2 separate regions of the Capsicum annuum genome follow, and region 2 is linked to region 1. The links are chromatin contacts, called in public Hi-C maps. All regions are on one chromosome and are shown on one strand. The core of a region is the stretch at or near the end of the contact, and the rest is flanking DNA. Distances in the headings are between cores, read along the strand shown. Region 1 overlaps LOC124897080 (a long non-coding RNA gene). Region 2 holds the start of LOC107863162 (RNA polymerase sigma factor sigE, chloroplastic/mitochondrial).

The links. A called contact is a pair of places that touch in the nucleus more often than the background predicts.
Region 2: a Hi-C map of leaf shows a contact between it and region 1, with 2.8 times the contacts expected there. The contact joins the promoter of LOC107863162 here to the enhancer-like site in region 1. A contact is called at or near these places in 2 of 5 Hi-C or Micro-C datasets (leaf and placenta).

Annotation. Positions count from the first base shown.
Region 1 is chr3:226,782,617-226,785,329 of UCD10Xv1.1, forward strand. LOC124897080 (a long non-coding RNA gene) reads left to right here. Exons shown (of 2, transcript XR_007053664.1): 2 at 519-986. Among protein-coding and RNA genes, the nearest start is that of LOC124897080, 2.5 kb to the left of the region's middle. Within about 2 kb of position 1,460, at least 2 of the 5 cell types and tissues checked have an H3K27ac peak or open chromatin away from gene starts, as enhancers often do. A contact at or near this core is called in leaf, where this site is marked.
Region 2 is chr3:226,848,437-226,851,436 of UCD10Xv1.1, forward strand. It overlaps LOC107863162 (RNA polymerase sigma factor sigE, chloroplastic/mitochondrial), which reads left to right and starts at 1,658. Exons shown (of 6, transcript XM_016708968.2): 1 at 1,658-1,839; 2 at 2,600-3,000. The coding sequence starts at 2,661.

The DNA.
Region 1 (2,713 bases), core at 210-2,709:
TTGGAGGTTCTTGTAATGGTTTATTGTGTTTGAGTAGTGTAACTGGTAAGGGTGTTTATTATATTTGTAATATGTTAACTCGAGAATATAAATTGCTCCTTAGAAGTAAGGAAAAGAATTTAGTTTTAGGATATACAGAAAACAAAGAATTCATGCTATTTTTGTCTGAATATATGTAATAATTGTTATTTGAGAATCATGTTCACTTGCTTAGGTTTATTTTGTACATTTTTATACCTCCACCCTCATACTATTATTTTGATGAATGCTGTGAGTTTAATAACATATACTAATCTTTATCATTCTTTAATTACATTAGAATAGATTTCTTTCTCTTAACAATTTTAGAGGTCTTTCTACAGTTATCGGGCAGGTATGTTTTAAATGTGTGAGATCATGTTAACATTATTTACATAGGCAATCTTGCATTCTGTTAACTTCCTACGTACTAAAGTGATTATTATCCATCTAAATACTAGTTTTATTTTTGTTTATTTGGCATGTGAAATTCATTTAAGTCCATTGGACTCCATTTTTCGCATTTCCGAATGCTCCAAAGAGGCCTACATCATCTTAGATTCAAAAGCCGCAACAAATGTCCGAAATGGACTAATGCATGAAGAAAATGGATTAATATAGCTGTTGGTATACACTGATATACGCATATATACGGGTCGTACCGGTCAAGAGCGGCTGGTGTATGCTTATGCGTGGTGCATAACAAAGATGGAAGCAAGTATATGGATTTATACACTGATATACTGCATATATACAGTAAAACGTAGCAAGGCAAAGCTGTGATATACAATTGGTATACATGGATAAAAATGGACTGAAGTCCATGAATTAAAGCCCAAAAGCTGGACAACTTTATTGATGGGCTAATTTAGGGCCCAATTTTAATTCTTATATTATTTTTTGGGTAACTTACATAAATTCCTGAATCTATAAGTGATATTATATAAAATCTCGACTATTTTGTTAATTATATTTTATCCCGATTTTTTGAAATGGTGATACATTTGTTATACGGTGATACATATAAAAAAGTGATACATTTGAAACTGACTGGATATTTATTTAAGGAAGTAACAAATTCTCTTTTATTTTGTGGAGCAAATTACGCACAATCAGTTACACAATGAATTAATTAGATTCAAAAAAAATTTCAATACGCTAATCCTCGTTTATTCTGAGTCCTGCTCCTCCTCTCGTCCTCGTCGACTCCGATCATTCCGTACCGAAAAACTCAGATCCGGTGCCGGAATGTAACAACTAGTACAGTAAACTACATATATTATATGACTGAGTTAGCAAAGTATGAAGGACAAAGGCTCATAAACTTACTGTATTTTCAAATTCAGATGTACAGAGGTCACCTGAAAGATGGTTCATACAAGATTTTTGTATTTTTTTCTTCTTTTTTGTTTTTTGCGCTCTGCTTTTTTCGGTTGGTACGAAAGAGTGGTGTTTCGGTTGGTAAGTTGTTATGGGAATTTTCGGTGGTGAGTGGATCGTTTTTTAGTGGATCGGTGTTGGTTCACCGAAACAGTGAGCTCCGATGATGGAAATGGCTGCTTCATTTTTTGATACAGTGTGAATAAAATGTATCACCCATTAATAATATATGAATCACCTAATAATCGAAATAAATAATTATATCTACCATATGAATCACCATAATACCATATGTATCACCTATTAATATCATATGAATCACCCAATAATTGAAATAAATAATTGTATCTACCATATGAATCAACATATACCATATGTATCATCCATTAATATCATATGTATCATCTATTAAAATCATACAAGCTGTATTTATCGTATGAATCACCATAATACCCATATAATGATATCATATTTATCATTCATATGAATCACCATTAAAAGAATAAACATGAATGAATAACTAAATAAATTTATATATGTATCAATCAATTTATTTTAAAAAAATTGGCAGAGATTTTAGGAGAGGAAATATTGGAAAAAAAAAAGTTGCATGTGTTAAAGGAGGAGAAAAAATCAGGAAGGAAGATACTTAATTGATGATAATTAGGGAGATTTTATGGAAGAAAATCTTTAAAAAAAAATAGTTTGAATGAGTTAATGGTGGAGTAAAAATAGGATGTGAGGTTTTGTTGATATGTATCAAGAGTAAAATTGAAGATCGAAATTTTATGTACATTTTAAAAAGTAAGGGATATTGGGTAATATAGTCTATTAAATATGAGATTTGTATAATTTAACCTTATTTTTGGTGGCTTGTATTGTTTATTTGTATTAACCTTCCCAAATTTCCTAATTTGATTTCTCATTTTACTTGTCTTTTTTCATTAGTGAAGAAGAGACAAGTTTTTTTTTTCTATGTTTTACCCTTTGCATTAATTACTTTTTCTTTAAATTAAAATGTAAACATCATTTAATATGGGTACTATGATAAACTAGCCATGTTATTAATTATTTTTCTTAATCAATGTACCATCTCAATTTAGGACGAATAATTTGAGACGGAGGGAGTAACATTTTAATCAATTAATCTAGGTAAATTCCTTAAGGTGTTATCATTTTATTTTATCTTAGTTTTCTTTTACTTAATTCATAATTTTCTCACATAATTTTATATTATCTAAAACAGATTAATTGGTTCCTTCGATTTTCTCCTTAAAACAAGTCTTCTAAAGGTGAGTATTTTATTTTAGGATGA
Region 2 (3,000 bases), core at 408-2,907, 66 kb after region 1:
ATAATAAAAATTGTATCACCGAGTGAAGCGCGGCCGATTTTCCTGGTTTATTATATAAAATTATCTAATTTTAAAACTTATTGTGCAATTTTTTTCTCTAATTTTTTCTCCTAGAAGTTATTCAATCAATTTATCACACAAAAGTTATATTTTTATTTTTGTCACATAAAACTGTTCATTTCTTAATATGTTATCAGAGTTGAATCACCTCTAATGTAGCACAAATCATAGACAGATTTATGTACTAAACTTGGGGTATGTGAAATATTGATCTCTTCATAAAACTACATATTTTCTATTTATATTATTTGTTGGCACCTGTGCTACGATAATAACAAATGGTACATTTGGTTGAAGATTGAGTTATTTACTAAGAGGATTAGGAACCAATTTTAACTAAATATATTTTTTCTTCTTTTTTAGTGATGCACCCATGTTCCAAAAATTCTAAATTAGTCACTTAGGCCAACCAAATAGATTGTTGAGGACATTAGATAATGTTTGGGTGTGCTTGTGTGATGACGCTGAAATTCCACATAGTAGTTAATGAGAGGATAGTTTTTTAGACTAACATATTAGAGTAGGACTCATCCAAATTCTCCTTTGAACCATATTGGACCAAAATACTAAAAGTTATCTATGCTCTAGATATAAAATTCTAGACTTAAATAATATGATAAGATAAAAATCTTATGATTGTTGTGTATAGATAAAACTTAATCGAAACAAACTTGACTCTGTGTTATATATGTGGTTTGCATTAATCCATATCAATAATTTTTTTGGGCAATTTTTTGTTTTCAACTGAAAAATTTTGTGTTATAAGTTTTTTCATTGGGCATCCAATTAAATACATTTCATATAAAAATGATTTTACACAAAAAATAGAAAACTATTTAGCCATGAACAACATCTTTCTTTTGTCTACTATGTAGACGTAGTAAACTTAGGAGTTGTTTGGTTGGTGAAATGAAATAAATAAAGATATTTTATAAAATTATTTTATTTTATTTTTGATATGAGATAACTTATTCAATTATTTACACAAAAATAATAAAATAAAATAATAACATAATATTTTGTGATTATTATTCTTATCCCATCAACCAAATGATGGAATATGCACAATTATACATGATAAGAAAACAGTCAAAATAATTTTTTTCTGGCATTGAAGACTAGTGATTAGCTTGGACTTTGAAATATTCAAATTTATTTATCCTAACAATAATAGTAAGATTCACACTTGTAAAATTATGAGGCAGACAATTAATATTATTATTAATAATAATAAACCCCAATAAACATAAATTAGAAAATTACAAAATTCAAATGGCACAAAATAAGCAACGTAAGATTCTACACACCACTTCATCAGTAGGTCCACTTTAATTTCGTGATCATTTTTTATTTTTATACAAAAAATTAAAAAGCACACCTCGTGTCAGTAACCACATCCATAAATTTACTCAAAAATATCTCTGCTTCCACTCTCAACTTGCCACGTAGTCACTCTACTGCTGTCCACGTCATCCTCTTCTCCTATTCTATCCACGTGGATTATAAATTCTGACCGTCGATCTTTCTAACTTAGAAATCTTGGCCGTTGGATGGTTAGAAAAAAGAGCTTGTGGACACCGAAATTCGAATGTGTATATATTGTTAATTAGAAAATAATATTTTGTTATTAACTACCACACGTACATTTTGAGCCTCTCAAATTTCCACTTCGATCATTTTTCTTTTCGTCGTAGAAAAAAGTTTAGCTCCGATCAGTTTTGGTTACCAGAATCTTCATATACCGTTGGCTAAGATTAATTTATTCTGTGATATTTTCAGGTACTATACGTTGTTTTCTGATTTATCATTTATGTGTACTATAACTGTCTAATTAGTTTGTTGAAAGTAAGTATTTTTGATTTACTTCATTCCGGTTTGCTTGAACTGAACATAATTAATAGTGTTGTTATCACGTTATCCGGAGGTCATGGGTTTAATCTATAGAAAAGAACGGATACAATAGACTCTTGTGGTCCGGCTTTTTCCAAACTTGAAAATAACGGGAGCTTAGTATACCGGAATGCTTTTTTCGTCGAAAATGAGGAAACAAAATTTGAGTTCATATCTCAAAGTTCACTCAATTTTGAGGATTTATCAAGTAAAGTCTTAAGTTGAATGATTTAATTGATACAACGGACTAAGTTGAGTGGTTTTATTGATATAAAACAACATTCAGTAACTTTGCTAGATAAATTCTTACAGTTGAGTGACCTTTCGAGATGTTTACTCAATGAAATTGTTTTAGAAAATAATATGATTGTGATCGAATAGTTGTGTAACTCTCGAAATCAAACTTGCTTAAGATATTCAGTGAACAGAATCTCAGAATTGCAAAGTTCTGGCCAATAGCTGTTGAATTATGAGTAATTAACTTTAATTTGTTGATTCTTTGTACTGAAGCTTCGTCAGAAAACAAACAGGAAAATAGAAGAAAATAGTTCATGCCTTTAGGGAATTTCCTTAACCATTTGTCTTCAAGTTGAGATTAGTTTTGTTTTATGTATCATAATTCATAGTGCATGTATATTGGATTTGGCAGGTGAATAGTTTGTGAGAAGCTCTTTTGTTCATTGAGAAAAATTTTGATAGCACAACTTGGCATGGGAGTTGTGACTGTTTCTAGCTCTGCTTCTCGAAGTCCATTGGGATTGAGCACAAGGTTTGCAGCTCGTTTATGTCCGCTTAAAAGGCCAGTAATTGTATCGTTTAAGAAAGATAAAACAAAGAATACAACTTTAGTTGCACCTAAGGAATCCATATCCTTGCCTATAGAAACGTCTAAAGAAAATGAAAAGAGGTCAAGACGAGTATCTAAACGTCCCGAGAGAGTTCATGCTGTTTCAATGGAAGCCTTTCCGAGCACGTCAGAATTAGATTACAGTGAAGCTGCTGCCAAACTTGAAAGTATCTACAAGCGCAGTCTGGAAACTGCTAGCTCCA